7 separate regions of the Mus musculus genome follow, and all the other regions are linked to region 1. The links are chromatin contacts, called in public HiChIP or PLAC-seq and promoter capture Hi-C maps. All regions are on one chromosome and are shown on one strand. Each heading gives the region's core, a stretch centred on a gene start, on an enhancer-like site or on the middle of the called end of the contact. The rest is flanking DNA. Distances are from core to core; before and after follow the strand shown. Region 1 holds the start of Oaz1 (ornithine decarboxylase antizyme 1). Region 2 holds the start of 2310011J03Rik (RIKEN cDNA 2310011J03 gene). Region 3 holds the start of Atcayos (ataxia, cerebellar, Cayman type, opposite strand). Region 4 holds the start of Tbxa2r (thromboxane A2 receptor). Region 5 holds the start of Tcf3 (transcription factor 3). Region 6 holds the start of Rexo1 (REX1, RNA exonuclease 1). Region 7 holds the start of Mbd3 (methyl-CpG binding domain protein 3).

What was found. Promoter capture Hi-C pulls out the DNA fragments that hold promoters and counts their contacts. HiChIP or PLAC-seq counts read pairs in DNA pulled down with a chosen protein or histone mark. Capture Hi-C pulls out chosen DNA fragments and counts their contacts.
Region 2: a promoter capture Hi-C map of liver shows a contact between it and region 1, with 2.4 times the contacts expected there. The contact joins the promoter of 2310011J03Rik here to the promoter of Oaz1 in region 1. A contact is called at or near these places in 1 of 39 promoter capture datasets (liver), 2 of 115 datasets of contacts at active chromatin or transcription factors (bone marrow-derived macrophages and forebrain) and 2 of 9 other capture datasets (adipose tissue and liver).
Region 3: a promoter capture Hi-C map of liver shows a contact between it and region 1, with 3 times the contacts expected there. The contact joins the promoter of Atcayos here to the promoter of Oaz1 in region 1. A contact is called at or near these places in 1 of 15 datasets of contacts at CTCF or cohesin (large pre-B cells), 1 of 484 Hi-C or Micro-C datasets (cerebral cortex) and 2 of 9 other capture datasets (adipose tissue and liver).
Region 4: a promoter capture Hi-C map of liver shows a contact between it and region 1. The contact joins the promoter of Tbxa2r here to the promoter of Oaz1 in region 1. A contact is called at or near these places in 4 of 39 promoter capture datasets (cranial neural crest, embryonic stem cells, liver and 1 more).
Region 5: a contact with region 1 is called in an H3K4me3 HiChIP or PLAC-seq map of embryonic stem cells, with 17 read pairs. The contact joins the promoter of Tcf3 here to the promoter of Oaz1 in region 1. A contact is called at or near these places in 2 of 484 Hi-C or Micro-C datasets (B cells and CD4 T cells), 5 of 115 datasets of contacts at active chromatin or transcription factors (the SCID.adh cell line, astrocytes, cardiomyocytes and 2 more) and 2 of 9 other capture datasets (liver and macrophages).
Region 6: a contact with region 1 is called in a promoter capture Hi-C map of liver, with 3 times the contacts expected there. The contact joins the promoter of Rexo1 here to the promoter of Oaz1 in region 1. A contact is called at or near these places in 8 of 39 promoter capture datasets (the 3T3-L1 cell line, the SN4741 cell line, cranial neural crest and 4 more), 1 of 115 datasets of contacts at active chromatin or transcription factors (pancreatic cancer cells) and 2 of 9 other capture datasets (adipose tissue and liver).
Region 7: an H3K27ac HiChIP or PLAC-seq map of embryonic stem cells shows a contact between it and region 1, with 7 read pairs. The contact joins the promoter of Mbd3 here to the promoter of Oaz1 in region 1. A contact is called at or near these places in 9 of 39 promoter capture datasets (3T3-L1-derived adipocytes, erythroid cells, fetal liver and 5 more), 1 of 484 Hi-C or Micro-C datasets (embryonic stem cells), 5 of 115 datasets of contacts at active chromatin or transcription factors (the SCID.adh cell line, embryonic stem cells, microglia and 1 more) and 2 of 9 other capture datasets (adipose tissue and liver).

Annotation. Positions count from the first base shown.
Region 1 is chr10:80,824,980-80,828,180 of GRCm38.p6, reverse strand. Oaz1 (ornithine decarboxylase antizyme 1) reads right to left here and starts at 1,525. Exons shown (of 5, transcript NM_008753.4): 1 at 1,276-1,525. The coding sequence starts at 1,421.
Region 2 is chr10:80,319,291-80,322,285 of GRCm38.p6, reverse strand. 2310011J03Rik (RIKEN cDNA 2310011J03 gene) reads left to right here and starts at 1,738. Exons shown (of 2, transcript NM_025521.3): 1 at 1,738-2,103; 2 at 2,739-2,995. The coding sequence starts at 1,974. The coding sequence ends at 2,938. Pcsk4 (proprotein convertase subtilisin/kexin type 4) reads left to right here. Exons shown (of 15, transcript NM_008793.2): 14 at 77-205; 15 at 335-1,003. The coding sequence ends at 480.
Region 3 is chr10:81,193,147-81,196,022 of GRCm38.p6, reverse strand. Atcayos (ataxia, cerebellar, Cayman type, opposite strand) reads right to left here and starts at 1,332. Exons shown (of 3, transcript NR_015477.1): 1 at 1,301-1,332. Dapk3 (death-associated protein kinase 3) reads right to left here. Exons shown (of 9, transcript NM_001190474.1): 9 at 2,826-2,876.
Region 4 is chr10:81,326,889-81,329,989 of GRCm38.p6, reverse strand. Tbxa2r (thromboxane A2 receptor) reads right to left here and starts at 1,287. Exons shown (of 3, transcript NM_001277265.1): 1 at 1,073-1,287.
Region 5 is chr10:80,431,979-80,435,085 of GRCm38.p6, reverse strand. Tcf3 (transcription factor 3) reads left to right here and starts at 1,451. Exons shown (of 19, transcript NM_001164149.2): 1 at 1,451-1,766.
Region 6 is chr10:80,560,184-80,563,358 of GRCm38.p6, reverse strand. It overlaps Rexo1 (REX1, RNA exonuclease 1), which reads left to right and starts at 1,799. Exons shown (of 15, transcript NM_025852.3): 1 at 1,799-2,095. The coding sequence starts at 1,939.
Region 7 is chr10:80,397,721-80,400,887 of GRCm38.p6, reverse strand. It overlaps Mbd3 (methyl-CpG binding domain protein 3), which reads left to right and starts at 1,357. Exons shown (of 7, transcript NM_001306143.1): 1 at 1,357-1,670. The coding sequence starts at 1,657.

The DNA of each region.
Region 1 (3,201 bases), core at 276-2,775:
CCACTCAAGAGCCATTGACAACAGTCAACCCGAGTCACTGCCCCTCACCTGTGTGACTCTGCCCCTTTTGTAGCAAGACAGGCCTCACAGGCAGTGTCATCTCAGCACTGTGGCCCATCCCACTCCATGCTGCCAATCCTCCCTTCACACCAGGTCACTCGCTCCTTCCTACCCTCTGGTCAGCAGCTACCAGTGACCCCAAAGTTCTACCTCACTAACTACTCATGCTCTAGAGTCAGACAACCCCAAGTCTCCTCTCTTCCCTACTGCCACTCTATAGGTGTCTGCACAGCCTATATCCAAAGTTCCTACCACCTATATCGACGCCCTTCCCAAACCAGTCCCCATTCTGAACCCTTCAAGTGATACCCTCCATCCCACCCACTGCAGACTTTTAACTGCCAAGTGGACCAGGGATTAAGGTCACCTCACATCATACTCACCACACCACACCACCTCCATGTCCTCCAACATAGCTCTGTGAGCCCCCAAGCCTGACCACTTCCAAGGTCCTAATTCTGACCCAAATCCCTCCAAAGTATTAGAGCCCTCAACACGCAATCACTAAATCCAACCTAAACCTCATCCCAGCTTCCCCACCTGTGACTTCCTAAACCGACACAAGCTTCTTTCTCAACACCCCAAATCTGATCCCATACTCTCCCACCAAGAAATGAGTCCTCAACATGTACCCAAGAATATAATAGGATTCCTCCCCAACAGCACCCAAAATCCCAGTATTCTGCAAAGAACTCCAAACACCGGGACGAGCCCCACCTCTACATAGCATACGATTTATTACCCAAACGCCCTACAGGTAACCACAAACACTTCGCCACCTGACATTAGAACTAGCTCACATATCCGAGAGGCAGACCCCAAATTCGAGTCTCCAATCTCTTCTCAGATCCCTCCCCAAATCTTAGGCTCAACTCACAACCCCCGAATCCGATTCGAACCCAAAATCGAATCCTACATTTTCGCGAAATGTTCCCGGTCCTCCAATCAAACCAAACCCTATTCCTCAACCTGAGACTCCCTAATTCCACTCGAATCCCAAATCCGAGTCCGCGACCCGCTCCACAGGCCCCGCCCCGCCCCGCCCCGCCCCCTGCGCGATTGTGGCCGCCACAAAGGGGCGGATCTCGCGCTGCCGAGACTTATCTGGCGCCGGAGGCCGACCCCGCTCCGGGCCTGCGCGTCCTGCGCTGCCCTCTGGGGCCTACGCGGACGCTGTTTCTGGAAGGTTCGCGGCGGCGGGGGCAGGGCTCTCACCTCTCGCTGCTGCAGCCGCCGCGGCTGTGCTGACTAAGAAGCGGCATGGTGCGGCTGGCGTGAAGCGTGGCGCTGCGTTTGTCCCCTTCCTTCTCTCTGGCGAAGCAGTGGCTGTTGAGGATCCGCTGCAGGGAGGATTTCACCATCCGGCCGCTGGGGTCCGAAACCAGCAAAAACCTCCGCTGCACTTCCCGCGCCGCCGCCGCTGCTCGCCGTTCGCAAAATGGCGCCGGCGCCGACGCCCACTTTTATATGCGTCGTCACGGCAGGCCACGCCCCCACACGCAGGCGTAAACGCAGCAGTGTGAGGCGACGGAGGAACGGGGTGGGGCCACAGTGGCAGCCCAAGGAAAAACCAAATGCGTCCCACCTACTCCGGCTTCTGATTGGCGAGAGTAAAAAGACAGACAGAAGGTTTCCGTTGATGATTAGTTGGCGATAGGAGAATCCCGGCCCCGCGTGTTTGCGTCACTCTGTGGGAGGGAAGACAGAAAAGCCAGACGCGTCCCGCCCCTACAAGGCTCTGATCGGTCAATGTAGAAAAACGGACGTATTGGCCCCTTTGAGGATTGGTTGGAGTTCTGACAAGCCCGCCCTCGAGGCTTTATGACGTGAGGCGGAGGCGGGGCTTCTGTAGTCGCCTCCAGGACGTAAACCCCCATCTAGCCCAGGCCTCAAGGCTAGGACTCTGCGCCTCCTCTAGTACCTGTGGCCCTTCAGTTTTGTCATCTGTCATCCTTTCCATCTTAACCATTATGGTCCCACTCATGGGACGCCCCGCTCCGGGAAGACTGTCAGGACATAACTGTCAAGGGTACCTGAGGCTGACCTAGGCGGTTTGCTTGGTGCCCATCCCCCACGCGGCAAAATTATTCTAATGACCTTGTAATAATGGGTAATAGATTGGGACTCTTTGTTTTAAAAGCAACTTGCTATTTAAAAGAAAATCTGTCAAAAGTTAAGTATCCCAATCTAGAGAAGTATTTTATGTCAAATTGGAATTTAAACAACTTTTCTCATAGACTCAGCTTGAAGGTTTCCTTCATCCCAACCCCCCCTCCCCCGCCGCCGCCGCTTTTTTGTTGTTGTATTTTGATTTTTGTTTTTTGAGACAGGGTTTCTCTGTTTGCCTGCCTCTGCCTCCCAAGTGCTGGGATCAAAGGCGTGCGCCATCACTGCCCTGCTTACAATTTATTCTTAAAGAATTTCGTATTCTTTTTCTCTTTATGGGTTTTTTGTTGTTGTTGTTTTGTTTTGTTTTGTATGTTTTGTTTTTGAGACAGGGCTTTTCTGTGTAGCCCTGGATGTCCTGGAACTTACTCTATAAACTAAGCTACCCTCAAACTCAGAGATCTGCCTGACTCTGCCAGCTGAGTGTTGGGATTAAAGGCCTGTGGCACCACACCCTGCTCTTTCTCTCTCTCTCTCTCTCTCTCTCTCTCTCTCTCTCTCTCTCTCTCTCTCTCTCTCTCTCTCTCTCTCTCTCTCTCTCAAGATTTACTTATTTTATTTATATGAGTACACTGTTGTTGTTTCTGGTCTTCAGACACAGACCAGAAGAGGGTGTGAGATCCCATTATAGATGGTTGTGAGCCACCACGTGGTTGCTGGAAATTGAACTCAGGACCTTTGGAAGAGCAGTCAGTACTCTTAATCTCTGAGCCATCTCTCCAGCCCCCTCTAATTCTCTTTTTTTGTGAGCAAACTACAGTGTGATACAAAGATCAGAATTCAGTAAAAATCTATCTATGGTTGTGATAAAAGCCACTCAACCTAGCTGAGGCAGGAGGATTGCTGGAAGTTCCAAGTAATCATGGACTGCCAAAAAATCCCTTGTCTTGATAAACAGATGTCCCTGTGGTGGTGGCACAAGTCTTTAATCTCAGCACTCTGGAGACAGGGCACGTGGATCTCTTCTGAGTTCCA
Region 2 (2,995 bases), core at 489-2,988, 510 kb after region 1:
ACAGTGAGGCTGGCTACAGAGCCCGGCAGGCCAATGACAGGTGTCCCCCTTGGTGCCCACTGCGACCCCCGCCCAGGAACTCTGTACTACTACACCCTGCTGCTGTATGGGACGGCCGAGGACATGACAGCACGGCCCCAGGCCCCCCAGGTGACCAGCCGCGCGCGCGCATGTGTGCAGAGGGACACAGAGGGGCTGTGCCAGGGTGAGTGGCCGCAGCGCATGGTCACTTGTTGGGTGAGGAGGCGCAGCGGCCCGGAATGGGCAGGTGGGCACCGGCTGCACCCACCAGCTGCAGCCTCACTCCTTCTGTTTCCATGTTGTCCCTATGCAGAAAGTCACAGTCCCCTCTCCATCCTGGCAGGACTCTGCCTCATCTCCAGCCAGCAGTGGTGGTGGCTCTACAGCCACCCACAGCAGCCAGTGACCGAAGGACAGGCCAGCTGTCACCCTCCTGTTACACCTGCTGCAGCAGCCTGAGCAGCGACTACACTGCCTGTCCCCTGTCCCTTGTGTTGGGAGAGCTCCAGAGCCCCTCCAAGGCTTGCCACCTCTGGTGGCCCCCCAGCTACCAGTCTTGGGCCATGGTGCTGGCTCTGCTGGCCAGGGCCTTTGGGAGGCCCCTCGGCTTGAGGAAGGCCCACCTGCCCCAGGCTAGATACCCCAGTGCCCAAAACCATGCATGCACAGATCCCTGGAGGCTGGAGAGCCAGAGATGCCTGGCTGTCAGGACAGAAGGCCGGTACCCCAAGGTCCTGCTCTCAGGCTGGAAGAGAAGCCTGCCCCAGAAGGCCAGGGCAGAGCAGCTGCATGGGTCAGGTGACAGCCCACCGCTCAGCCTCAGCTGCTCCCAGTGGAAGAGATGTGTCCTTACTCATTTTGGAGCAGGTACAGTGGGCAAGAGGTCAGACCACAGCCACCAATCATCTGCCCCTTCCCTGTCTCCAAGCCATCCATAGCCCCATGTCTAACCTCATAGTTGCCAAATAAAAGTTAAACAGAAGATGTCGAGTTTATGGTGTCCTTGAGGGTAGGGTGGGCCCCTGGAGGAATAAGGACCCACAGAGGAAGACTGCTCTGAGCCCAGATCTGCCAAGTGCTGAATTACCATACAGCCATGAACAGGAAGCTAGCTCGCTCCCCCATCCCCCACTGGTTTTTTTTTTTTTTTTTTTTTTTTTTTGGTTTTTCGAGACAGGATTTCTCTGTTTAGCCCTGGCTGTCCTGGAACTCACTTTGTAGACCAGGCTGGCCTCAAAAATCTACCTGCCTCTGCCTCCCGAGTGCTGGGATTAAAGGCGTGCGCCACCACTGCCCGGCTTTCCCACTGCTCTTTTGAGACAGGGTCTCACTGTGTAGTCCTGGCTGTTCTGGGATTCCCCATATTGACCAAGATGATCTTGAACTCACAGAGGTCTGCCTGCCTCTGCCTCACAGTACTGAGATTAAAGTACTGAGTTAAAGGTCTACCACAAGGAAGCAAAGCCTGTGGCTAGGTTCCATCCAGCATTTATTGAGCGCCCACTGTGTACCTGGCAATGGTTGTACACTGATTACTCTCGAAATCACGTTCACCCCTTTCCTCCCACCACACGCGGTGAAGGAGGGCAGAGTTCCTTCTGATCTTACTGGATAGCAACTAGGAGCATCTAGGCTTAGGGCTCTTTAAGACGGGGGAGGGGTTTCGCGAGGCGTGGCGCTGGAGTGGACCGGAAGTGCCGGAACGTAGTGGCGTTCAAGCAGGAAGCGGAAGCGGTGGCGGCCGCCTAGGTTCTTGGAACGAAGATAGGCAGCGGGGTGTTCCAAGAGCAAACTGGCGCGGAGATCGAGCCAAACTCCGAGGTTCCGGGAGGAGGGAAAGCGAGACGGGGTAGGGACCTCGGCGCAGGTCTGTAAGGGGTGCGTAGGAGTTCGCGAGGTGGGCGGGCCGAGCCGAAAGTGGACCCCCAGTTAGCGCGCGCTCCACCTACAAGATGAACTCCAAGGCGAAGAAACGCGTGGTACTGCCCACTCGCCCCGCGCCTCCCACGGTGGAGCAGATCCTGGAGGACGTGCGAGGGGCACCCGCTCAAGATCCTGTTTTCACTGCCCTGGCCCCGGAAGGTAGGAGAACGTGAGACTCCCGAGTGGGGAGCAAACCGACTGCAGGGACGAATCTTTTTTGTCCCTGCCCTTCTCTTCCCCTGCAAAGAAAGATCATCAGAAATAAAATTGAAAGTGCTCCGAACTCTTGGGAGGCAGAGGCAGGCGGATTTTTGAGTTCGAGGCCAGCCTGGTCTACAGACTGAGTTCCAGGACAGCCAGGGCTACACAGAGAAACCTTGTCTCGAAAAACAAAAACAAAAAAAAGTTGAAAGTGCTGCCAACCCGGGTCTAGGGCAAGAGGATTGCTGTGAGTTCAAGACCTTGTCTCAGAGGGGCGTGGCCAGCTGCTCCTACAAATTAATGGGGGGCCAGAGTACTTGCAGGGGCCATATCTGCGACTCCTGGCCTAGGATCCAGGAATCCAGGCAGTCCTGGGTAGAACGGCAGGCCAGGGTGGCTGGAGGTGTCCTGTCCTCTCCATGACACCAAAACCTGAAACTGAGTCTTGTTTTCTAGTGCCTAATAGGCCTATATAGCCCAGGCTGGCCTCGAACTCACCATGTAGCCAAGGATGACCTTGAACCACTGATCCTCTTGCCTCTGGGTTGGTGGATGTCAGGCCTGGGGATGGTGACACTGTTTCTTCTCTTCAGACCCCCCAGACCCATCCCCAAGGGCTGAGGACTCTGAGATCCAGCAGGAGCAGATCTACCAACAGAGCCGGGCCTACGTGGCTATGAATGAGAGGCTGCGGCAGGCGGGGGAAGCTCTGAGACAGAAGTTCGATGGCCTTCGGCAAGCTGGTCAGCGGCTGGAACAGGATATCAGCCAGGTGACTTCAGCCACCTCCTAGAGCCGAAGTTACACCTGATGTCCTTGGTCCAGGCCTGGGCACCTAGCAACCAGAGGC
Region 3 (2,876 bases), core at 83-2,582, 370 kb before region 1:
CAGCAGTGGGGCCTCGTGGCTGACCCCTCAGCTCTATTGTCCCCAGATCCTGAAGAACTTGGCCTGTGGGACCTAGCAGAGCATAAGGTCCCCTGCCTGGCTGGATTTCCAGACTCCATACAGACACTGCTGTGCCTCAGTTGAGTTGAGTCCTAGGGATTCTGACCAAGGTCCCCACGCACTCGAGACAAACACTTTATCCACCGAACCAGATTCTCAGCTTTTCTTGTTGACTCTCCTGCCCCACACTTAACCCTAGGACTGTGACCTCACCAAAACCCACACACCCCAAGTCCTAATAACCACACCCAGAGACTGAGGTGATAGTGGTGGTTTGCTCAGGACCTGGAGATGGGTGACAGGCAGCCCTCCCCACCCTGTGCTGTCCTATCCCTGCACTGACACCTGTCACAGACATCAGCCAGCGCTCAGCGGAACACTCAGTCAGCACTTAGACCCCAGGGCCCCACCTGGTCCAACACTGTCACCTGCAAAGGTCACTGCTCTCCAGACCTCAGGTCTCCAAGGGCCAGGGAAGAGATGGGCATCCTGGACACTAAGTGGAAGATCAGCCAAAGCCAGAGGGGAGGGGCTGACAGGAGCCAGAAGTCACTAGTGGTGGGTGTCCCCAGGTCATCCACCCTACCCCCACACACCACCATGCACCCGGTGACTGCAAGTTGTCTGGAAAGGAACTTCTCATCTCCTCGTCTCTCCAGCCATCAGGAGTAGGTCTGCAGTAATGGGTCACAGGTGGAATTTGGGGACACACCTTGGGTTTATGCATGTGGGACAGCCACAAAATCCCTTTAGCCAGGAGTTGTGGTGCGTGTCTTTGATCCCAGCGCTCAGGAGGCAGAGAGAAGAGGATTTCCCTGAGTCCAGGGCCAGCCTGGACATATCAAGTTCCAGGACAGGCAGGGCTACAGAGACCCTACCTCAAAAAAAAAAAAAAAATGGCTTTGGCTTTGAACTACAGAGAAGTTCAGGGAGCTGCATACCCAGAGGAGAACTGAGTTTGGGGACACAGAGAGTCCCCTCTTTGATCCCCCAGCTCTTCACCACCCACACCAAGACACACATGCATTCTTGGGGGTCACTTGGGTAGGATGGGATGTCCCTGGCTCTGCACCCTTTAGATGACAGCTCCTCCTGCCCGCTGTCCCACAAGCCTTCGGGACCAGCAGGGTCTGTGTTTCACTCATCCTTCGTTTTAACACAATTCTTTGACTTTTGGGGTCATTTCTGCCGCAGGAAGCCTGGGTGAGGGCCAAGGAGGGGAGATGGTTGGCGTACTTACTTTTGTTTAAGATCTCAGGGGTTGAAGGAGCCGCTTGGGGTTGGCGTGCTCGGCTTTATAGACACGACGCCGGCTCCCCGCCAGGTTATTAATAGCGAGGGAGCTGCTTGCCCTAGTATGGTCAAGAGCTGAGCGACCGCGAACGTGGCTAGGCCCGGTCTGCTACGTGCACCTGTTCCAGGCTGTGACGGGGGTGGGGGGTTGGGTCGGGTGGAGGTGGGGGCGGGATGGCGCACAGCAGTGCCCTCTGACCTACAAGAGGCTAAACCCGAGGGAGCTTGTGGGGAGGTACGAACTAGACCACAAACACAGATCAAGGATACATAGTGAAAGCCTGTCTCAAAAACGTATAAATGCGTCAATTAACTGATTAAGACTCAACTCAGGGGGCCTTGCTACTAAGCCCCAGACGTCTGACAAGGCTCATAACTTGGGGTGTCTGGTTACCAGCTTTGGAGACACAAGAACTCATTGGCCCCTGGAGTTTAAAGCGGGTTGAGAAGCCACAGGGGTTTGTCAGCTGTGTCGGCCCTATCAGCTGTCGTCAGCGTTACCTGAAGCCACGAGCCCGTCCTCACTAACCGGGTGAAGCCCTGATACGGAAACAGAAACCTGGTGCACACACCCGGAGCCGGCATTCTCCGGTCCCCCATTCCAGCTTGAACCTATCTGTTCTATATCATTCCTCTTCTGCCTACAGCTCAGCCCCACCTTCGTTCAATTTAGCTAACAGACCAATCTTCCCAAATAACGCTCCATTTCTGGGTCCCGAGGATGCTCTATTACACGTTCATATTTTTGTAAAATGTGGGCTTATCGGGAAAGCTCGTGAAGGGGCCTATGGCAACAGCTTTAAAAAAATTATTTATTTTATGTATATGAGTACACTGTAGCTGTCTTCAGACACACCAGAAGAGGGCATCAGATCCCATTATAAATGGTTGTGAGCCACCATGTGGTTGCTGGGAATTGAACTCAGGACCCCTGGAAGAGCAGTCAGTGCTCTTAACAGCTGAGCCATCTCTCCAGTCACTTTTTTTTTTTTGAGATGGGTTTTTAGGTGTAGTCCTGGAACTCACTCTGTAGACCAGGATGACCTTGAATTCACAAATCCGGATCCCCAGGCCTTTGCCATCCCACATGGCTTCTCTATGAGCTTGTGTCTGTGCATCATGTGCACGCCCCATGCCCATAGACAGCGGAAGGTGTTGGATCCCAGAATCTTGACCTACAGGTGGTTAAGCTGCCATAGGGTGTGGGACTCAGAGAGGGCAGCCAGCATTCAGACTTTGGAACCTGGCCTGGCTCTCTCCTGCCGCCTCACAGTGGCTGTGCACACGACAGCATCTGAATGCCGCAGACCCCGTTACTGCTCATTATACAAACTGACCCAGAGCCCCAGGGACAGATCAGGCAGGACTCAGCTGTCACAAACTGCCTCGGCCTCCACGAGTTGGGATGACAGGTGCATATCCTCTAAGTGTCCTCCAGGTCTCCCCACACCCCCGCAGTGTGTCCTTTTCGGAGCTGTGTGATACTGCGGGTCCCCACTGAGATTCAGCTTTACCAATTGAGC
Region 4 (3,101 bases), core at 38-2,537, 500 kb before region 1:
CCACACCCCAGCTTTGGACACCAGGAAGCAGAAGGATTCTGGAACCCTCCCACCCTGAGTCCCTGGGATGTGGGATGGTCCTGCGTTCCTGAGCCATGTTCCCACCGTTGGGGGTGGAAGGCAGTGGTATTCTGTCTAGGATGGGGCCTCATCCTTGTATATGTGTGCCCTGGGACGCTAGAGCTCATTCCTTGAGGCCCAGGCTGGGTGGCTGAGTTCCAGCCTTGGTGGAATGTGGTGTGTGGCTGGGCTCTGCAGGCTAGGCCCCTCCTCCTTCTCCCAACTCCTCCATCTGCAACAAGCCTCCCCCACCAGGCCTCAGAGCAGCCTGGGCTCCCCACACCTCCATCACCCATAGCCACGCTACACAGCCTCAGTTTTCCCCGTGTAACGAATTTGCCTTCCCTGGTGACTTTCTGCTTATGAGCTCCTGAGGCTGAGCCTTGGCCGCAGCTGTGCCCAGTGGGCTGTTCTGCCAGCACCCCAAATACCCAGTGTGCATGCCCACAACCCCACAGACTCAGGTTCACCTTCACCGCATGCTGTTCCCCCCACTGCCTGCTTCCTGTTTGTGCCACAGTTCCAGGGTGCAGGTGTCATCCTGTGGCAGTGGGCTGGGGGAGGGGCCCCGAGGCCTGTTTTCTGGCATGTTGGATGGATGCCCCTCTCTGGGTAGGACATGTGCCATCGAGATGTGACCCAGGTTCTGAGCTGAGCCTATGTGAGTACAATCACCATGCCCAGCTCCAAGCCACACACTGTAGCTCCCAGCTCCATTCCATCCCACCCCCAACTTCATCACTGCCACAGCATCTTGGACTGGCCTCACCCAGACACAGGAAACCAGTGTACCCACGTACCACCAGGGAAACTGCACTTGCCCAGGCTAGACCACCGGAGTAAATGTCACACCACAGGATCCCCTTCAGGGAACTTTGGCACCTGGTTGCTATCATTCCCCCCTGTAGGCAGGCCACAGCAGGGTTGTTAGTGGATCTGGGTTCCCCAGGATCTATGCAGAGGCTTACCTGGGTACAGTGGTATAGTCACAGTAGGGAGGCAAGGGACTCACCTGTGCTGTTTGTACCTAGGTGTCCTCTGTGGTGTTCCAGGCCAGGCAGAGAGAGCAGGTAGGGGAGTTCCCTGGGGAAACCAAGTCACGTTGGTTGAGGGGAGGCCCCAACAGAAGCCCTGGGGCCGTGGGTACAGGGGAGCACTGGAGACCCTCAGGCGTCCAGGGCTGGAGGGATGGGACTGTGAGGCTGTTTCCCGTCCCGCCCTGTCTCCATCTGTCTTTCTGCCGACTCTCGTCAGCCCCACCCCCTGCGCTGGCGCTGGCCTCGCCTCTCAGCCGCTAGGGTGGGAACCAAGCAGGGCACAAGGGTGACAGAGTAGAGAGAGACATCAGTTGTTGAAAGGTCAGGGACCCAGAGGGAGGCCATGTGGGAAGAGCTGGGAGGCCAAATGGGGCTGGTCCTGACACAGCAGCAACTAACCTTCGCCAAGGCTGTCCAGGAGCCTTCCAGGGATATTGGGTCAGCAAGGCCAGCTCCAGCCTGACTGCAGGGACCAAGAGCTGGAGGGGAAGGAGAGGGCTGGGGTAGGGGAGGTGTAAGGTCGGAGACCAGGCTGTCCTCTAGAGATGGAGCAGTCTTGGGGAACCCTCCCCTGCAGACTCACTGCCTGAAGCCCTGACAGTTGCCCAGGATGACTGAGCCAGGCAGGGGTGTTAGTCCTGTGCCTAGTAGCTGGAGGAGGGGGGCCTGCGTGGAGGAGGTGACCTTGGGTCTCTTTGGCCCTGACAGGTCCTGGTGGGGATTGAGATGCCTGGCCTGGCTGTGACCTCAACCTCCCAGTTCCATAGTCTGCCCAGGGTCAGCCAGACTCTTGTCAGCAGCAGGAAGCCCCTTGCCTGCTGCACCACCCCCACCCTTCCTGCCTTCCCACCCATCCCAACACTAGGTCCTGACCCTGACTGGCCTCTACCCCCGTGAAGTTTGTAGTTCCTCTGATTTCCTAGCTGGGCCTGCCCTGTCTATCCATCCCATAAGCTAGGGACAGAAATGGACACAGATCATCCCACGTTTCTGATCTCAGGCTGCTGAGGCAAAACAAATGTCTTTACCTTCTCAACATTTGGCTAGGTATCAATACTGTGGGTGTAAGGGGTATGAAGATTGGGTTTTTTCGGGGGCTGGTGAGATGGCTCAGCCGGTAAAAGCACTGACTGCTCTTCTGAAGGTCCTGAGTTCAATTCCCAGCAACCACATGGTGGCTCATAACCACCCATAATGAGATCTGATGGCCTCTTCTGGTGCGTCTGAAGACAGCTACAGTGTACTTATTTATAATAATAAATAAATCTTAAAAGAAAAAAAAAAAAGCCGGGCGTGGTGGCACACACCTTTAACCCCAGCACTTGGGAGGCAGAGGCTGGTGAATTTCTGAATTCGAGGCCAGCCTGGTCTACAGAGTGAGTTCCAGGACAGCCAGGGCTACACAGAGAAACCCTGCCTAGGTGTCCTGGCAGGAATGTTTGGTGGTGAGGGTGAGGAGCTGTGGTGGGAAGAGGATCTGAGGCTGCTCTTGATGTGGATGGGTTGGGGTGGATGAAACAGAGAGGTGGTTGTATGTTCTTCCTCTGTCCCTTGACCTGAGATAAGGATATGTTTGGTCTGGAGAATCAGGTAATGGCTGAAGGACACTCATCTTTGTTGTGTGGAGGTGACAGAGCTCAGAATGCATGGTGAAACTTAGGCAGAAACATAGTGTGATGTAGAGCCCACACAAGACCATCAGGTGAGGCCCGGAGCTGCAGTTTCCTGCTAAGGCTCCCAACCACAGTCAAGGACAGGAGTTGGGCTCAAGGATGCTGGGTTGGTGTGGGAGCTGAGGCTCAGGATGTACCCCCTGTGGCTGTGGCTTCCGCCGAGGCTGGGGGCCAGGCTATGGGGCCTATTCTTAGCCATGGACACAGCCAAAGGAAGGAAACAACTGGCGTGGGAGCTGGAGGCAGTTTCCGGGACTTTAGAGTCCTGTGTGCATTGGGAGAGGTCTGAGCAAGGGTCTGCATCCATGCCCGCCTCACCACCTATGGCTCC
Region 5 (3,107 bases), core at 202-2,701, 390 kb after region 1:
GCGATTCACACCAGGCCCTTCCTGTGTGATGCTGGGGGCATGTCCTTGATCTCTGACTGAAGGTGAGGGAGAGGGAGCAGGCAGCTACACTAGGGATCCTCTTTGCTGCCTGACCTGGACACCCACTGTGCCATGCACCTTTCTGCTGTGTTCATTGGGCTGTGAGCCCCAGTGAGCTGTGAAGACTGAGCAGAAGCTAGGCGCGAGGGACATATTGTCTCTACAACCCTCAGGGAGAGGCAGGGTCTCACTGGACAGCCTTAGCTGGCTGGCTTGCAACTTGCTTTATATAACCGGCTAGCCTCAAACTCAAACAAAGAGCTCCTCCTGCCTCCCAAGAGCTGGGATTAAAGGCATGGGCCACCACACCTGGCCTCATTATGTGTTTTTCTTTTTTAAATTTATTTTATCATATATTATATCCCAATCTCAGTTTACCCTCTCTCCTCTCAGTACCCCTCCCGCCCTCGTTGTTTCGTTGTTCTTTCTTTCTTTCTTTCTTTCTTTCTTTCTTTCTTTCTTTCTTTCTTTCTTTCGAGACAGTGATTCTTGGATAGCCTTGGCTATCCTGGAACTCACTCTGTAGACCAGGATGGCCTTGAACTCACAGAGATCTGCTTGCCTCTGTCTCCCCAGTGCTGGGATTAAAGTGCCGCCACCTCCTGGCATTTTTTATTATATGCACCACGAAACACCTATTTTCAAAAGACGGAAAAGTTGACCAATGTGGAGGTCCTTCAGCAAGAGAGAGAATGATCCATCGTTTCCTAGCCTCTCATTAAGGATCTGATATCCCATCCCGACTTTGATATACCCGCTCGAACACATAACACCCAGAGCCCATCCTAGAAACTCAAATAGAACCCACTTGACGTGGCGGCGCCGGCGGGCATAAGAACCCGAAAATAAAATCTCAAACCCCGCCCTTCCACCGCCTTCCCGTTGAGTTTCTCGCGGCCTCTTGCTCTGAGAATCCCGCCTCTGCTGTAGGGCGGGAACGCAGATGATACTTCGCAATAAATGGTTTGAGTTCTGCCAATCTAACCTCTCCACCTTCCCATTGGTTATTTGTAGCGGTCCTTATCTTTCAATCTAATGGTCCTTCCCGCTTGCGTCAAGGACGCTTCGCTCAGTGCGTGTATACCGCCGCGTAGGAAGATAGTTCCTAAGTCTTTCCCTCGGTTTGATAGAGACTATCTCTGCCGGAAGTACTTTAGTATTAGATACGGGTTGATTCTTGGTGTCATGGTAATCTTTGTGGGTGTTCTGGCAGTGACTGTTGTGAGGTGGTGTATGTTACTATCGCCTCAAGAGGTAGTGGAGGGATCTGTGTATCCGGTCGGGGCGCGGCTGCAGCGACTTAGGGGAGGTGGCTTTTGGCGACAGTGGGCGTGGTCACTTGGGGGCGTGGCTTCCGCGGGCGGCGCGGGGCGGGGTGGGGGGGCGGAACATGTCTCCCGCCGCAGGAAGATGAGGCAGCGCCGGCGGCTGCGGGCGTAGCGGGCCACCGCGGGCCACCGCCGCGCGCCGCCGCCTCTGCTACAGTCCCTTCCCGCGGGGCCTGCTCTGAGAGAAGCTCGAGAGAGACCAGGCGACGCGAACGCGAGTGGGGAGGAGGAAGGACGCGCGACCCCGAGCCCTGCGCGCTCCCGCCGCCCACGCGCGACCCTCGGGGACGCGCCCGCCACCCTTTTGTCCCCGGGGTCCCCGAGGGCGGTGGGCAGCAGGGAGCCCCGGTGCACCCGGTGCATGCCCCCGCCCAGCAGGTGAGCGCACGCGGAGGGGCCCCGGACGCGCGCGTGGGGCTCACGGGGACGCGCGCACGGTGGGGACCCCCCCCCTCTGCTTAGTGCATGAGAAAAAAAAAGTTGCCTCTGGGTCTCTCTCGGGTCCGCGGGGAGGCTAGGGCTGGGGTGAGCCCCCGGGGGAGTGTGCACGCGTCCCCCTTGCACAGGGCCCCGGGCCCGGCGGCGCATTGTTCTCTGTCTTCAACTTTGCGCGCCTGGAGAGGGGGGCGACGTGGAGGGGACGCGCGCACTTGAGAGCAAACTTTGCCCAGGCCTCTTTTGTGACGGTTCTCTGTGGACGGTCACCCAACTTCATCAGATAGGAATTCTCCAACTCGTGGGGATCTTAGGGGAGGTGTTCCCTTTCCATCTGCCCTTAGAGAGGGGGTCCTCCTGATCGGAGCTGGAGTTTGGAGGGAAGAGAGAGGGCCACCTCCTCATTCCATTAGCTAGTGGTTCCACAACTCGTGGTTATCTTAGGGGAGGTGTCCCCTTATCACCCACCTTCACCTCTTCACTTGAGGTGTCCCCTTGATCCTAGTGGAGTTTGGAAGGCTGAGGATTATATCGCACTCCACAATTTAGAGTTCCTAATTCTTGGGGATTTTGTGGGAGGTGTCCCTTTCCAACCCACCCCCACCCAGGGAAGTCTCCAAATCTCCATCCAAACTGGAATTTGGAAGGAAGAGTGAACCCAATATCTTCACCTCGTTAACTTGGGGTTCCCCAACTCCTGGAGATCTTGGAAGACCCCCCCTGCCACTTAAGGATGCCCCCCCCCCGATTTAAACTGGAGTTTGGAGGAAAGAGAGCAAGTCCTTTTGTCTGCTACAAGAAAGGGATCTCTGGGTACAGAGAAGGAGGGGAGACACAGGGACCCCGAGATGGGAACATCTGCTCTGTGTTAATGTGGGGCGCGGCACAGCTCAGGGTTTGGGACACGATGGTGGCCTCTGCGAGCCTCAGAACTTCCAACCTTCCTCCTCCCGCAGTGGCTGCTGGAATGGGGGAGGGAGGAGAAGGGGGGGGTCATCCCCAATTCTGCTTCCCTACCCCCAATCCAAGATGACCCAGGTTGTCCCATTCCTCCCCTCCCAAGAGTGTTTGTGGCACCCGCCCCCACTGGAGCAGTGTTTCACCTCTCCTGGGGTTACCCAGAAAAATCGGTTTCAAATACCCCACAAAAAAAGTGTGGTTTCGTACAACTTAGAAGAAGAAGAAAAGAGTCAGTTTCACACATCCTCCAAAAAGGATGAAAAAAAAAAAAGACAAAAAGCAGTGGGGGCGGGGTGCCCGAGGTGCCTGTTTCACACCCTGTGT
Region 6 (3,175 bases), core at 550-3,049, 270 kb after region 1:
CAGGTTGGCCCTGAGTTCTCTGTGTAACTGAGAATGATCTGAGTCAATCTCTCACCTCTATTTCCACTGTACTGAGACTATAGGTGTGTTCCCACCTCTGTCTCCACTGTACTGAGACTATAGGTGTGTTCCCACCTCTGTCTCCACTGTACTGAGATTACAGGTGTGCTCCCACCTCGACCTCCACTGGACTGAGACTATAGGTGTACACCACCAGAATTGCTTTTGAGGCTGTGTAATAACCCAGGGCCTATGTCATATGTTCGTCATGCACCAGTGCTTATCCAGGTGACTTCTCTCTGTGAGAATTGTTAAATGCTGGTAGAATACCCTTCCAAAATTGCATGTGTTGGCTCAAGTCTGTAATCCTAGGATCCCAGAGGCTGAGGCAGATGGATTTTATAGATTTGAAAATGAGATGAGCCTGGAGTGCAGAAGGAGAATCTTTTAAAATAAACACCAAATAAATTGATTAAAAATTTAAAAAGCAGGCGGCCATGGTGACTCAGGCCTGTAATCTTAGCATTTAGGAAAACTGTCAGAAGTCCAAGATCAGTCTAGGCTACAGTGCCAGACCCTGTCCAGACAAACAGAAAGAGGGGTTCTGGGGATGTTGCTCAGTGACTGGAGTAACTGTCTAGCAAGCACAAGGCTTTGCGTTTCATCTCCAGCACTGTGTAATGGGCAAGTCCATCCAGTCTGTGTTACATGAGACCTTACCTCAATCAAAAGCAAAACAGAAAAGCGGTTGGGGAGAGGGCTCAGTGGGTTAGAAAGCTGTGCACAGGTCTCAGGACCTGAGTTCTAATCCCCAGCACCCATTTAAAGCTGGGTATGACCAGGTGAGTGCCACCCTAGGCTTTGGGGTGGAGGCAAGCAGATGCTGGGAGCTTGCTAGCCAGCCTGCCCAGCTGAAGTACTTCAGTGAAGAAGCCTGTCTTAAAGGAAAGAAAATGGAAGACTAAACAAAGGGGTGGGAAGCTGTATGCTCCTCTAACCTCTGCATGCGGGTGCACAGTGTCGCCTCCCTCCAAACACCCCAGAACAAAGCAAAAACAAAAAAACAAAAAAACAAAAAAAAAAAAATCAAATATATTTCCAGAGTGTAGCTTAGTTGGAGTGCCCTTGTCTAGTGTATGTATCTAGGCACGGCAAAAAGAAAAAAGAAATGCCCCACTGATACCCCTCGTGGTTAGGTGACTATTTGAGCATCAATTAGGTAGGTTTCTCAGGATAGGCACCTCAGCCAATTAAGACCCTGGCTAGAGAGTTGGCTCAGTGGTGAAGAGCACTTACAGCAATTGGAGACTTGGGTTCGGTTCCCAGTACTCACATGACCGTTCATAACCATGAGTAGCTCCAATTTCTGGGTATCCAAAGCCCTTTTCTGACTTCAGCGAGAATCAGAAACACTCATGTTGCACATACATAGAATTAGAAAGTAAATCCTAAATCAAACAAAAACCCTGGCCGTGAAGCTCTCCTCGTCCTCCGGGGGGCGCACGACGGCCTTATATAGCCAAAGATTACAGCGGAGACTCGCGGTGCATTTCCAGCCAGGCGCACTCTGGACAGCCCAGGCTTCTCAGGGGCTTGAGGCTCAAGATTGCGAAGCTGCACCCGCGAAAGTCCGGTGCCGGAAGGTTCTCAGGACCAGAAGCATATAATCACGCGTTCTTTAAAGCTTCTCTTGTCCTAAGCTTCGGGTCTTCCGACGGCTACAGTTCCGCGGGAGACGACATTGTAAGCAGGCGCACTTCAGTCAGCCCTTCCCGGCGTCCCTAGCGACAGCGTCCCGGGGGCCTCTGGGGGCCTCGGGGCAAGATGGCGGCGTCGGCGGGGTCCGAAAAGCGCGAGCGGAAGCCTCCGGGGCGAGTGTGAGGAGGGGTCCCGGGGTCCCGGGTATCTCCGGGCCGGGGCCCCGCTGCGGAACGGACCATGCTACGTTCTACCGGCTTCTTCCGCTCCATCGACTGCCCATACTGGGCGGGAGCTCCCGGGGGGCCTTGCCGGCGGCCCTACTGCCACTTCCGGCACCGCGGAGCTCGGGGTCCCGGCGCTCCCGGTAGCGGCGGCGCAGCATCTCCTGCATCAGGTAAAGCCCATAGGACCGCCCTGGGTCCCACAGCCCGCCCGTGCTACATGTTTCCCTTGCTCAGCCAGACCGCGCACTGTCAGATTGCTGTCCCTCTCCTAGCTGCCATCGCGATGCTGTGCAAATGTCTAGACCTCTCTGGTCATTAAAGCATAAAGACGGTCACGACGGAGCGAGAGACCGTGCATCCCCGTCCCCAAGCTAGGGGACTTGGTGCAACTCCTCCGGTTCTTATTCTGTCCACCTTGTTCCGAACGATATATCATTCCCTCCCGTCACCACGCACGCCACCCTGTGCGCTTGTGGCATACCTTGTTTACGAACGCGACAGTTTCCTGGGATGAGTCCCCCCCCCCCCCCCACTGTCTCCAGTAGTTGGATGCACAAGGCCATAGGGGCACCTGCTGTTTGTCGAGCGGAAAACCCCCTTGCCTTGAACGGGTGTGGACTTTGAGCTTGGCAGGGAGCATGTCGCAATTAGTGTGATGACATTTTGAAGAAGGCCTCAGGGATCAGGCAGTGTGTAGGAAGTATTGTATTAGAGAAAAGACATTAAGGTTTTGTTATTTGTCTTTTGTTTGTTTTTACTGTTGTAGGCCAGGCTAGTTTTGGACCCAGGACCCTGAAGCTGCAACCTCCTAGGTTCTGGGATGGCCCTAACCGGACCCTTAGGATTCCAATTGCATTTAAAGAAGACATTGGAGAGCCTAGAGAGATGGCTCCGATTTAAGAGCACTTTCTGTTTTGGGCTGGGCCTGCTGCGTGCACACTTTTAGTCCCGTTTCTCTAGAGGCATTGCCGGGTGGACCTCTGAGTTTGAGTCCAGCCTGGTCTATATAGGAAGCCTTGTTCCAGAAATCCATAGCCAGTGAGTCCCTGTCTGAGGGGTGGGGGCCACGCTTGCTACTGTTGCAGAGGCCCTGGATTGGGTTACCAGCAGCCACATGGCTGGTTTGTAAACCCAGTTCCAAGGCACCAGCCATGTGTGGTGCAAATGCAATCACCCAGGCAAACTCTCATGTGGATGAAATTAAAAACAAAAACCTTTAAAAAGTGGCATGGCACCCAGGTATGGTGGTG
Region 7 (3,167 bases), core at 108-2,607, 430 kb after region 1:
GGGGGCAGAAGGATCTCGGAGTTCAAGGCCAGGGAAAGCTACAAAGTCAGACTCTGACTCAAAAATACAAAACACTAATCCCAGCCTCCATGTCCCCCTGACCTTCTTCACTGTGATCTGATCTCTCCTCCTGATCTGGGGACCCAAATCCTAGCTCATAAAATACAGTTCCTGAGCTCCAAAAATTGCAGGCAAGACAAAGATCTTTAAATGTGTTGTGATTTCACCTCATGATCCCTTGGCAGCTCTCCTTGTCAGGGAGGGTCCCCTTTCAAAGAGAGGTCTTCCAGGTACTGTATAATGGAAGCCTGGGTGAGAAGGTAGTTGGCCTTCAGGCATGTTCCCTGGGTAAGTCTGGCTGGGCCTGAGTGGCAAAGCAGCCGACAGTACCAAGCAGGAGTAAGTGACCCCCCAGCTCCCTGTCCTCAGGGCTGCGGTAGACAAGGGGCGATAGTGCGAGTGACTCCATTCACTAACTTAGAAACCAGTTTTTGGTTTTGTTCTTCCTTCTGATGCTGGATCTAGTAAACTCCAAGCTGGTCTTGAAGTGCTTGATCCTCCTTCCTCCACTATCCCAGTGCTGAGATGGCAAGCACGTGCCACTATTCCTGGCCTGATTTTAGGGTATTGCTGTGTGGCCCAGGCTGGCCAGGAATGTTCTAAATAGGTTCGTGAGCCATCAAACTCAGGCTGGGGTGCAGCCTAACGGCAGAAAGTCTACCACGTGTAAGGTTCTGCTTTCTATTTTCAGTACTGCTGCAAAGAACAAACTTCTTAAATAGTTCTTGGTGAAGCCGGGAGTGGTGGTGCATTTCTGTCCTCGCAGTAACGCAATAGAGGCTGGGGCTGGAACAGCCGAGAGGCCAGAACGAAACGCAGAGGGAAGCAGGACTGCGTCGAAGGCCCCGAGTTGTACTCGATCTTTTTCACAAAGCCCAGGCGGGTCCCTGACAAACGCACACTGCGCAGGTGCAGCCCAGCGCGACCCCAGGACCAGGACGGCAGCTCGGGCGAAACTGCTCCAGCTTGGTACAGACCAGGTGCAGCACACACTGTGCTTCCGGAGTCTAGAGCGCAAACGCAATGGTTGTCCCACCCCGGCCACGCTGATTGGCTGTCCTTGTCTCAGAGCAGATTTATATGAGAAGTTAAGCACAGAACGAGGTTCTGAGCGCTGATTGGTCTCCATGCCCTGTGGGCGTCTCCCGCAAGGCGGGACGTAGCCAACTGTGCATTTTAAGCCGAGGAGCTGAAGTGATCTGATTGGCTTCACAGCCTTGGGGCGGGTCTTGAAGGCAAGCGAAGGCTGGGTCGGGGCCGCGGCTGCGCAGAGAGTCTGGACGGCAGTCAGACTGGTCCTGCGAGCGCGAAGGGGCGGGGCCGACTCCACGCCTGCGCAGACGAGCCCCACGCGCGGGCGGGTGGGCGGAGCGGCCCCCCTAGCGGGGGCTGTGAAGCGCGGGGAGGGGGCCGAGCGGGTGGCGAAGCCGGCGCGCGCCCGGCTGGGGGCGGAGGGCGGAGGCCCGTGGGACAGAACAGCTGCGGCGAGTGGCGGCGGCGGAGGGAGCCGAATCGGCGACGAGCCCGGGGGTCGCAACTTGCAGAAGCGGCGGCGGCGGCGGCATCGGCCACGGCGGGCGGAAAAGCCGGGGCGCAATGGAGCGGAAGAGGTGGGAGTGCCCGGCGCTCCCGCAGGGCTGGGAAAGGGAAGAAGTGCCCAGGAGGTCGGGGCTGTCGGCCGGCCACAGGGATGTCTTTTACTATAGGTGAATGAGCGCGCCGGCCGCGCAGGGCCCCAACGGGCGCCTCCCAGCGGCCTCTGCGGCGGCCTGGGCGCCCCGACTGCGGGCCGCGGTCTGGGCCGGGCGACGTGCGTCCGAGCGTGCGTCCGAGCGTGCGTCCTACGTGCCAGCTGTGGTCAGTGCGCACGCGCCGGCCATGGCTCGCCTCAGCGCGCATGCGTTGAACCCAGTGCCTTGCCTTTTGCTGATCCGCGCCACCCAGCGCTGCTGTGAGTGCGCGTGCGCCACGCCTGCAGCCAAGGCTTCAGCCTCGTGGCTTTTAGCCCGCCTGTGGCGCGGGCTTTTGTCCTCCAAGGAATCGGGGACCGTGCGCGCCGTGCGAGGGGCGCCCGGGCCTTGGCCAGACGCCGCTGGGAAGCGGGGGTGGGAGGGGGATGGGCTGACCCTTTGACCCTCGCGGGGACTTTATCATGGTTTCGGGAAGCAAGGGAACTGCCCCAGGTGGCCTGATCCCCTCACCTGCATAAATTTGGGTTTGGCTTCTTGTTCAGCAAAATGTCCCCCATTTTTATGGCGTTTCCAAAGCCCTTGCTCTTCTTGAGCGGTGGCCCCAAATGTAACATCACAGTGGCTTCTGACTAATGTGAATGTGGTTTTTGTGTGCAAGACTTTTTTATGAATAAGTCTGCTCTTTAAAAAATATTTTAAATTTTTTATTTATTTAATGCATGAGTGCTCTGCCTGCTTGAAGAGAGAGCATCAGATCACCCAATAGAAGGTTGTGAGCCACCATGTGGTTGCTAGCAATTGAACTCATGACCTCTTAGCCAACTCTCCAGCCTTTTTTTTTTTTTTTTTTTTTTTTTTTTGAGGCAGCGTCTACATAGACCATATTTGCAACCTTTTAATCAGGGCAGTGAAAGCTGTCTATCTGAATAATAGCCAGGCAACCTACACCTGCTGTTCTTCCCCAGTTCTATCCCCAGTGGTGTGAATAGAATCCTGGGCCGCATGCATGCTGCCCTACGGCTGGAGCATCTACCTTTTTAGCCGACTGTAGTTGTCCCTACTCCACTGCACCCGGAATTGGGTGGTGCATTGTGAGTTGAACTGCCTGGCCCTTTGGTCTTAAGGAGTCGTGGGTTTTGGCAGTAAGGTTGGAAGCCAGGGCTAACTTGGGTTCCTTTCAGACTGCAAAGAGGGATGGGGTTGTTGCTTCTAATAGGTCTGCAGTAGGTAGGGTTTTTCCCAGTAGGGCTACATGCAAATGGTGCCCTGTGTGCATGGGACTTCCTCCCCTTCTCCCTTACTTGCAATGGGGCCAACACCTCTGAGAGATGATCCAAAGACACCTTGTCCCCAAGCTGTACCTGTCCCACTTGTCTCATCCCCCACAGCTGCTAGCTCACATCCATGCCCCAGAAT